Linked DNA regions of Danio rerio: region 2 is linked to region 1. The links are chromatin contacts, called in public HiChIP or PLAC-seq maps. All regions are on one chromosome and are shown on one strand. The core of a region is the stretch at or near the end of the contact, and the rest is flanking DNA. Distances in the headings are between cores, read along the strand shown. Region 1 holds the start of ogdhb (oxoglutarate dehydrogenase b). Region 2 holds the start of ppiab (peptidylprolyl isomerase Ab (cyclophilin A)).

Region 1 (5,688 bases), core at 1,540-4,039:
GTGTGTGAATGAAGAAATCTTAAACTTTTAACTTATGTTGCTGTCTTGATGAGTGTTGTTTTTGTGTGGTTGTTGTATGTTTGTATTTGTTTTCTTAAATCCAGTGTTGAAGACAAATTTCCTTTCTGTGTCACTGTCAAGCAGAATGGGCAATAAAGTTGAAACTAAAACTAACTAAACTAAACTAAAACCGTTGAGCCATCAAAACATCTCCTTTTGTGTTCAAAACAATAAAGAAATTGTGTGAATAAATAAATAGTGTGTACATTTTCAGTTTTGGGTGAACTGTCCCTTTAAAGATTTATTGGAACTATAATACACTTGTTTAGATGGGTGTAGGGTGTATTGCATTACAGGTAACTTAAGCAATGGAATCAGATTACGTTCTACAATTAACAAGTAAGGTAACATAATTTTTTCATTCCAAGTTATTTTTTAACAAAAATAACACCTGATTCTTTATTGAGCGACTGCTCTCCTGAACCTGAATTGAAAGAAATCGTTACTAGTGTAAACATGATACCCACATTACATTAAAGCTCTAATGTAAAAAGTTTATTTACTCATCTCACTTGCACAAAATCAGTTTCAGTGTCCCTTTAAATGAATAAACACTAACATTTTACTGCATCCAATTCCTAGTCGTGTAATCCAGAAAGGTTTGCTCAACCTGTTTAGGCATAAACAACATTTCCTTCAGCCTGAGGTGTATTTACATCATGTGTTAACGTCAGTGTAAAAGGGCTGTACATTTGTCAAAAATATACGTTTTTTTTTTTTTTTTACAAAATATATGATTACAAGCAAACAAGCCTTTGAGTTAAGAGTCAGGATCTAAAAAAGTAATGCCAAAACCACAAAGCATTACATAAAGTTAATTTAACAATGCCATTACATTTAAAAGCAGCTTTCCTTGACATTGTCATTTATTTAATGCAAAGATGTCTATTTTTTATGTCTATATTTTATATATATATAGAAAGCCAATTAAATACAACAGCAGTCTTTAACGTTACAAATAATTTTTTTATTAAAAATAAAATGTTAAAACATGGGTAAAATAATTAGATTTTTTAATAAATTATAATCTAGAACAGACATGCCAAAAGTAGGGCCTGCTGGCCAAAGTTGGCCCATGGTAACCTTTGATTTAGCCTGCCATGCTTTCTAAAAAGAGAGTGAGAAGGATGGGGAAGAGGTTGGGGTGCATGCCTTTGACAGTGATCGTGATTTCGAATTTAACATACCCTTTCGATTCTTTGTGTTATTACTAAGCTACAAAAAAACTAACTAAAACTAAATGATTCAGTTAAATACTGCAAATGAATCAGACTTTTAAGATGTAATTAGTGTCACTTGACAGACGTGTCAAGTGATTAGTGTAGGCATGACTAGTGTATTCAGCATTGAACTTGTGTTATAAATGGGATTGTTTATGTTTAATTGTAATAAGTTCATTATAAACTGTTAAAAATGATAGTGCATTAGTCAATATGATTTAAAGCAACTTTTTCTCGCCATTTTTAAATATATCCAAATAAATTAGAAAATTACTCATGGCAAATTTAATATATACAGTTTGGTATATATTCGGCCCACAGCCCTAAATCAAGTTTGCTTTTTGCCCCTTTATAGGAAAACGTTTGGGCAGAATCAAGAATATTGGTCATCCATGGTCATTCAGAGTAACATATATTCATGCAGAGATTAAAAATGCACAAAAGTACAAATTGAGGTAAAGTTGGTTTTATATTCACACATTAGGACTCTTTCTCCTTTATAATATAATTTCAGAAAAGTAATGTTTGAAAATTGTAAATAGTTAACTCCTATTAGCAGCCAACGACCAAAGTACATTGTTTAGTCAGTCAAATAAAATAGTGGTAAGTTTTCAAGGCTTACTTAAATGCGATTTTAGACCCAATATTCAAAGTACAATGGTATAAATAATATAGGGAGCGTGTCACAAGGTGTCACTAAACCAACATGCTAATATAGACTATTTTTCCATAGCTTCCGAGAATCAAAAAAGGTCCACATATTGATTTAAAAAAATGTTACAAATTTTTTAACATGAAAATATTATTGAATTTCCTCTTGTTACAGTTATGATATATGATAACAAGCAGAAAGTGTTCACGGACCAATGACATTACCACACTGAAATGGTCTATAAAACCAACTATACCTCAATAAAGTACAATGATAATTGTGAAATTGATCTTATATTTATTTATAATGGTCATGACGAATAGAATATGTAAACTAATTGCTGACTGTACCACAGGAAATGTCTCTTCTTTTCAAATAAGACAAGTAGACGGAGTGAAATGGAGATGTAACGTTAGAGTTTAATCTCTAGGCGGCAGTTTGTGTTTCAGAGTAACGGAACGCACCGGCTAGCTTCAGCTAACTCCGGCTAACAACAAAACTCTCCACAACCCATTCAAACACTCTTTTAAACCGCTAAAACAGCACATTATTTTATTACACACATTAACAGATCTCCAAAAACAACACCAAGCTCAGAATGCCTGTGTGTGTGAACGAGTTCTCTCCTCAGGCTGCTGACAGATGCAGAAGTGAGGCGACAGGATCATTACAGCATTAAAAGCGATATAAAGCGATCAGATACTCACTCTCAGTGCAGCAGACTCTAGTCAGTGCAGTATAGTGATATAAAAGATGATTACTAAGAGGGAAATAGTGATATTTTGGGAGCGGGTGCGTCTCGCGGCGGCTTCAGTCCAGGTAAATGAGTCGCTCGTTTCTAAGCAGCGCGAGCCTGCAGTTCTGCGTCACCGGCGCGCGCGACGTCACGAGCTCATTATGGAGCGCTGATAGGGACAAAAAAACATGGAAGGCGGAGTGGACAAAAGTCTTTTAAAGTCCGTGTGAAATCAAATTTTACAATGTTTATTTTGCTAGCGCATATTGTTGTTCTTTAGGTGAACGGGTAATCGTGCAAGTGAATCTACTGAGGAAAAAAGTGTAGTTCTGTAATCTTTAATCAACGTCTGGAGTGGCTCCTCTGATGATGCTTCAGCCACAATATTCTTAGCCACGCCTCTCTTACGGTTGATTTGATGAAAAGGAATGAAAGCCCCGCCCCTACTCAATTCGTTCCTTTCAGTTGGATGACACCATACTGAAACAAGGGTCTCACTAATATTATGAAAGACAGTGGCTGCGTCCGAAACCGCCTACTACATAGTAGGTACTACATTTGAATATAAACGTAGTACTCGGCCGTTAGAAAAGTACATTCCATACAGTATGAATGTCAAAAGTATGAATGGAATTTGGACGTACTACGTCATTTTGTCATGGTCACATGACCTACCTGCGTCAGTTTTTTTTATTTTTATCAAATGACCTTTCCGTGTCGTGTTTTGTTTATCCGTTTCACCAGCACTCTTAATTATTGATGATACAAACACGCACTTTGTGGCCTATCAATATTAAATGGATAAAAATGCTGTGTCTGGAACTTAAAATGTAGTGGAAATAATAGTAATTATAATAGTATTAACAATAGTAATAATTAATACCAGAATGGAAAAAATAACATTTAATCAAAATAACCTAATGCACTGGGTTAAAGGACGACGCAGTGCTGCAGTAGGCAGTGCTGTCGCCTCACAGCAAGAAAGTCGCTGGTTCGAGCCTCGGCTGAGTCAGTTGTCATTTCTGTGTGGAGTTTGCATGTTCTCCTCGTGTTGGCATGGGTTTCCTCCAGGTGCTCTTGTTTCCCCCACAGTCCAAAGACATGCTGTACAGGTAAGTTGGGTCAGCTATATTGTCTGTAGTGTATGAGTGTGAATGTGTGTGTAAGGATGTTTCCCAGAGATGGGTTGCAGCTGGAAGGGCATCCGCTGTGTAAAAAAATGAGCTGGATAAGTTGGCGGTTCATTCCGCTGTGGCAACCCCAAATTAATAAAGGGACTAAGCTGAAAATGAATGAATGAATTGGGTTAAAATAGTTGGGAAGGTGCTATATTAACCTAGTTGGGTTATATGTTATGGTATTTCTAACCCGACTATTTTAACTGAGTATACACAAAGACTCTAGAATACACAGGACGTGTCACTCGTATCTTTTTAAATGGAGAAAAGTGTAACAATCAATATGGTTAATAAAGCCCCGCCTACTATTTCAGGAGCAAATCATCGATCGCTAAATGGTGAATAAAGCCCCGCCTTCTAGTACAGGAGCCAATCATCGATGACTATAGATTAACATTTCTCTGGAGGAGAGTCTCGGGCCAGGCCTGAGTTTCCGCAGAGTTTGTGTAATTTGGTTGTTTATGAAAATGAAACTAAAGAGACAGCTGTTTTATTTTATTGTTGATTCCTACTATGAAATTCAGTTTTGTAGATTTGATGTTTCCCCATGCAGACATAATGCCTGATCATACAGCCAGAGGGGCATTTCAAAGATGACCGCTGAGTGAAATGACTTGCCTTAAAGAAGAGGTGTCCAAACTCTGTTCTGTGGGGCCGGTGTCCTGCAAAGTTTAGTTCCAACCCCAATAAACCACACCTGAACCAGCTAATCAAGCTCTTTCTTGGTATATTAAACCTTCAGGCAGATGTGCTGAAGGAAGTTGGGACTAACTGTGCAGGACACCAGCCCTCCAGGACCGAGTTCGGACACTCCTGCCTTAAAGGGACTTTATTATCCACAAATAAACAGGATGTCTGACATCTGTATATCCTTACATCCCACTGAATCACAAGTGCATATACAAATCTTCACATGTATCACTAAAAAGCTAAATCCAGCCCTTACAGAACAAAATTGAACTTAAAAAAAAAATCATACCATATATTTTCATGCTTCTGAAATAAATGTATATGACTAAATTAGCACTATCCCATAAGCTAATATAAAGAACAACACAATATGCAGTTATTTTATAAGGAAAATAGAAAAAAAACATAAAGAACACGTGGGCTTGTGGACCAAATAAATAAACAACAAAAATAATAAACACAACAAAACATTTAATGTATTAAAAGTATTAATATTTTTATTTTTCTGATTTAGAAGCTTTAATAACAAAAAAAGCCACATGCTTCAGTCAAACAATGTATTTGTGCACACACCATTTAATACTATTATTATATTAAAAGTATATTCTACCACATATACAGTATTGAATATGGTGATTATTCACATAATAAATATAACCATTATTTCCAGGAAGAGACTACATGTTATGTACAGTGAATTGGGAGAGATTTTTGACTCTTAAACTGTTAAAAATGTATTATTTGTTCTTTGTTCTGAAAACATTTTCAACAGATTAGGGGATTAAAACATGTGACAAGTCTTACATTATGTAAAAGCATAAAACATATAGCATGGAAAAATAACACTGGATAATACGTTTCATTATATGTTATCTGAATATGTTATTATTTATATGCAGGAACCAAAAGCTATAAAAATAACCAGAAACAATAAGCATGCACTATAAAAAATCTCTGTAAATTAACAGTTTTACATATTTTGTGATGCAATGGCATTATGGGATCTTGATCCTAACAACTTTTAACCTTTAAAATTAGTAAAAAGGGACTTTTATGAACATGTTTATTAGTTTAAAGTGATGTATTGTGTGGGCTGCTGTTGTATATTACGCTACAAACACCTTGTAATAAACTGCCAGCACATTTTCAACA
Region 2 (5,688 bases), core at 1,265-3,764, 200 kb before region 1:
ATACTTCAATTCTAGATTCACACAGTATTTTTGACACATTATTTAAAAGATGTGGCTGAAACAGCTATTAACTTCTCCATTTTTTTTTCTTTCGGTGGGGCCAGTAGATAAAACCCTTAGCGTTGAACCCTGACTAGATTTCACACATTTGAGATGTTTCTTCATTGTAAAGCGACTCCTGTTAAACATCACTTAAGCACTATTTATTTCATACTCTTCTAAAAGTCCATCTCTGAATAAACGATGCAGTTCGGCTATACTGTACTGCCGCTAAACACACTGTTGGTGGCGCAGTGGTTAACACTGTGGCCCCACAGTAAGAAGGTCTCTGGTTTGAATCTGGGCTGGGTCAGTTGGTGTTTCTGCATGGAGTTTGCATGTTCTCCTCCGGTTTCCCCCACTCTAAACACATGCGCTATAGGGGAACTGATCAACTACACTGGCCGTAGTGTATGAGTGGCAGAGTGTGTATGGGTGTTTCCCAATACTGGGTGTGGCAGGAAGGACATCTGCTGGGTAAAAAAATTGCTGGAACAGTTGGCGGTTCATTCCGCTGTGGCGACCCCTGATTAAATAAGGGGCTGAGCTGAAGGAAACTGAATAAATGAAGCCACTCTGCATGATTATTTAGCATTGTTCATGTATATGAAGTGATATTTTGCTTTTAATCTGATGGTTTGGCTCGTCCTCATATCTCACATGCAGTTTCTGTTGTCATTTCAACAGAATTATTACATGTATGTATTTTCAACCTTAGAAACATCATTGAACACTCAAGAGTATATCTGAATTACTGATATTCACCTTATTTTACTACATTGTTGGTTTTAATCATTTCCACTCTTTCAATATTTGAAATTTCCTTTTTATGCAACAATACGAGCATATATATATATATATATATATATATATATATATATCGAGCGAAGGTTTTATAGTTTAATTGTCATAATGCAGAAGCAGAGCTCGAGTGTGTGATGAAAATGGTAAAACAAAAATCCACTACTTCCGCATTTCTCTGGAAACATCGACCCTGACGGGAGCGCGCGCGCGCTCGCGCACTCCTATGCAGATCACCTGCGCGCTCTTCATCAGCTACATTAATCTATGATCAGCTACTATTATAAAGATGAGCGCTATAATAAGGGGATTCAATATTACTAATAGAAGCATTACTCTAACACGCTTAAATTAAAGGCTCGACTCCGGCGCTCGCCCCTCCCTTCCCAAAATGGCATCTCGAGTTATGAAAAAATGATGAAAATGGCGTCTGCGTCAAAAAAGCGTGCGCGTCCTCGTGTGGAGAGCGCGGGTCCTCCATGTGCGCGCAGCTGATGGGAATTTCGGATCATTTTACCGACTGATTCCCGTTCAGCGACATGATCGAATCTTTATTTATATTTCTTTTAGTATAAAAAATACAGACAAAGTGGCTGATCGCTGGTGTATTTTCATTAATAGACACAAAAAATGTGCTAGATTAAAAGTTAAACTCATAATAGAACTTATATTGTATTTGTTTTGCTCGTAAAATCCAAAAATGACATGTTTAAAGGAAAATGTAAGTGTTTGGGGGATTATTTTAGCAATACGAACACACCAGACCAGAATAGGCAAAGATGGAATAAGTCAAAGTTTTAGGAATTATTTGTTGTTATTATTATTAATATTTTATATTCAAAACTCCCAAGACTAGTGGTGTTTAAAGAAGAATTATACTGTATTGAAAGACATTAAGAGAGATGAAACGCCAAAAAGCGAGATATTTAGATTTATCATTAGAGGATTTTGGTAATCTACTCCCCTACTGCGTATTTTATCTGTTACTTTATTTATACATGTTGTATTACTAACAACAATAATATTAATGATGGAAAGATTGTGAATGTTAGTTGATTATCTCAGTCTTTGTGTAATTTTGAACAGTATTAAAGTCTCCGTTATTGTTCAGGCATTGCTAATGTAAAAAGACGGGTGAAAAGCGTTTTCCCTGTACATTGTGCGCATGCGCTGAATCACTCATTGAAACGACGTCTCGCTACCGAGTCACATTAAAGATTCAAACGAATCGTTTAAGAACGACTCGTCGTCAGCAGGCTGTCAGTGTCAGCGCTCATCAAACCAGCACAATGTGGCGGGGGGAAGCCTCGTGTGCGCGCTTCATGCACAGACGGATTCACAGCATCACACGCGCATCTTTAATTAAAGAGTCGCCGCTCGCTTTAAATACACGCAGATTTATCTCCATACCTCCATCACGATCCTCCCCGCCTCCTTCCCATCGATGGTGATGTCAAAAAACACTTTGGGGTTTGCCATGATGAAGGAATAAACTCGGTCAGTTTGTGCAGCTGAATGAATCCCAGCAAACGCCGCAGCTCATCGGGAAGCAGGAACTGTGCGCGCGCGCGGGATATAAAGACGCCTCTGCCGCGGAGGATCCGCTGAGTGACGTGCGAACGGGCCAATCAGAAGCGGCGCGCTTGAATAAATTAGCGACGTGCGGCTGTGGAGGAAGGCGCTTGATTGACGTGCCGGTTAAAGTAGGTAGAAATGACGCAACCGCGTCTCATCCAATGAGCGATGTGCAAATGAAGTGGGTGTGAACTTGCGGTCTGTCATGGCGTGAGGGCGGTGGCCGAAGGCAGAATTCGCCATTACTGTTTTGCATTCAATCGCGGAGAGCGAACGAGCAGATGATTTATTTCACGATTTATCATCATCTCATCATGTACGCGTGGTTTATTGATAAAACTGAAATGTGTGGTTTAAGAAAGAGACAGGTGTGTGACTGAAAAAGCGAGTTTTCATTCTCCTGACGACCCGCCCCCTGCGCGCATTTTCCCGCGGTTTGACACAATGCAGCTCCCCAAATAAAGGCAATGCAAGGCAATGGGGCTTAAGTCTTTACTTATAAAACATAATGGAAATATTTCACATCTTTAGAAAAACAAATCGCTTTCAATTGTACATGTTTAATTCAACCGATAGAACTTGATGATCCACCAACACACGATGACAGTCAAACATCTTTTTTTTGTGGTATTTTTGAACAGTTTGAGTGATGCTGGTTTCTCAGATTCTCATGAATTCATCATCTTTTTTTAATGTGGTATCTTTCTAACAAATTCATAAACTCTGCTAGTTAACACAGAAGAGAGAGAGAGAGAGAGAGATGCATACAGGCCCATCAATTATCTTTATAATTATAATAACAATTATTATATAATCAAAGATAAAATCGTATGATACACAAATGACTTCAAACAAACAAACAAACGAAAAGAATAAAAGCACATCATCCGACGACTTCTGATGCTCCCTGTATTGTTAATATACAAACTGCACTTCGCTAACGCTGCCCAAAGAGCCATGATAAATAATAAAATCAGACAAGACAGGAATCGACATCATCATCATCATCATCATCATCATCATCCCTCATCATCGGTTTCTCCATCCAGCTCTGAATGTAAATCTGGGGAATGAGCTCTTGTCATAGTGTTTTCAAATGTTCATTTTTTTTCATATCATGGGGTTAAGAGAAAGTTCACATCCGCGACGATAATAATACTATATCTGTACATATTTCACATCAATCCCAACGTTTTTCCTCCTCGATTGTGATTGTGGCGATAAACATCAGTCCATTTCTTGTCGTCACTCTCCCACCCAATCAGATTTGTCCGAGCAAAATCTCACTACGGGAAGGTGTTCGTCCACCAAACGCGATTGTTGTTGTGCATTTGTAAGCTCTCTAACAGGGTGCTACCGGGCTGCTTGTGCTCTGTCTGGGTTCACACATGTCGTTGACTAAGAAGATGTGTTTTCTACCAAATATCAGCCCAGACTTGCATATTTAAGGGCGAGTTAAATGCAAGATCTGACCTCATGGCCCTAAATCCACAGGGGAGGAAGACGTTTTTAAAAAAGACATCGAAGGGTAAGAAATTCACGAGAGACAGACGAAAACAAAGCAGGGCGTGGTGTAAAATCATTAAATTTGTGCCAACACACACACACACACACACACACACACACACACACACACACACACACACACACACACACACACACACTCACACTCACACTCACACTCACACACACACACACACACACACACTCACACTCACACTAGCTTCACTAAAGATAACTCTTTGCCTTTGATTTCCTTCGTGTGTAGGCAAATACGGTGTGCAAAATGTGATAGTGCACTTCTTGAATGCTACCGTTTCAGACGTGAGCACGTTTTATAAAGGAAATAAAGGCTACATCAAGTCATTTGTGGATTGAAACCGTGTTGTAACCACATGGAGCTAGCGTGAGGTCGTCTTTGGGTGAATAAAAGATGAAATAATTGAGAATTCTGTCAGTGTGTAAAAGAAATAGTTCAGCCAAAAGGAAATTTCCTCATCATTTGCTCACAACTCAAGTTTCTTCATCCTGTCGAACAAGATAATCTTGAAAAACATATCCATCAACATCCATATCATGAGCTAAAAGCCTTCTTCAGTTTATCTTCCTTTGTGTTCAATAGAAAAACCCTTAACAGGTTGCGTAAATGATGACACTTGTAATTTAGAGGTGAACTGTCTCTTTAAGAGAATCGGTGTTTGTGTGTGAAGTTATGCTGGGTTCACATCAATCACGCACCACTGCGTCACTCGCTCTAGTTTACTCACGGGATGTTTTTCCCTTTACAAATTTTTTTTTTGTGTAATTCAATCATTTGAATATGAACACAAGACACAATTATGGCAAACTCGGCGTTGTTCATGCCTATAGCATTGATTTATCTCTATTTTCACATTTGCATTGACTTCATATGTAATTTGCATTTGTATTGAATACTTAATTCCGCATTTGGTCTGAATCCAGCATGGAGCACTTTGATGGAAATTCTTAATCATATATTAACGTGAAAAATCATATTTAATGTATTTATTTTGTATTGTCTTTTAATAATTTGAGGTTGTCGTTATTATTACGCAATATGTTCTATCTATATCAATCTTCGATCAGTCACAAAGTAGTCTTAAAATGCCGATGTACAATGAACAAACTAATGTAATTCGATACTTCGGTCAGAACGCGTAGCTTAATCTGCGACATTCGCACCACACTCTGAAAATTCGCCTCGGTTCAAGCGTTTGCATTAACTTTATAGGTAATTTACTTTTATATTGAATACTTAGTTACTCATTTTATATTGATCCTATATCAACACGAAAATCATATTTAATGTATTGTTTTGTATTGTCTTTTATTAACGAAGTTGTCGTTGTTTTTATTATGCAATGTGTACTTATCCACATTACAATAAACAAACTAATGTAATCCAGGTTCCATGTAATCCGATACTCCACAGCTGTGGTTACAGTAAAGCTCACAGCAACATTTGCACCGCGCAGTGATAATTCGCCACTATTTTAAATTTTGCATTAACATGTAATTGACTTTTATTAAATGTTTAATTCCACATTTGGTCTGAATCCAGCCTTACAGTTTTTTGTCTCTAAGTTATTGGTATGAAAAATCATATTTAATGTTTTTAATGTAAAATGTTTTAAAATTTTATTGTTAATTAATGTGAAGTTATTATTGTGATGTTGTCTTTATTATTATTATTGTACAATATTTACTTATTTATTTCAATATTGTCTTGAAGTAGTTGTAAATTGCTGATGT

The links. HiChIP or PLAC-seq counts read pairs in DNA pulled down with a chosen protein or histone mark.
Region 2: a contact with region 1 is called in an H3K4me3 HiChIP or PLAC-seq map of gastrula embryo, with 2.8 times the contacts expected there. The contact joins the promoter of ppiab here to the promoter of ogdhb in region 1. A contact is called at or near these places in 2 of 4 datasets of contacts at active chromatin or transcription factors (embryo and gastrula embryo).

Annotation. Positions count from the first base shown.
Region 1 is chr10:50,248,703-50,254,390 of GRCz12tu, reverse strand. It overlaps ogdhb (oxoglutarate dehydrogenase b), which reads right to left and starts at 2,789. Exons shown (of 24, transcript XM_073915229.1): 1 at 2,640-2,789.
Region 2 is chr10:50,445,822-50,451,509 of GRCz12tu, reverse strand. ppiab (peptidylprolyl isomerase Ab (cyclophilin A)) reads right to left here and starts at 2,514. Exons shown (of 5, transcript NM_001328424.1): 1 at 2,251-2,514. The coding sequence starts at 2,319. zmiz2 (zinc finger, MIZ-type containing 2) reads right to left here. Exons shown (of 20, transcript XM_073915289.1): 20 at 2,894-5,688.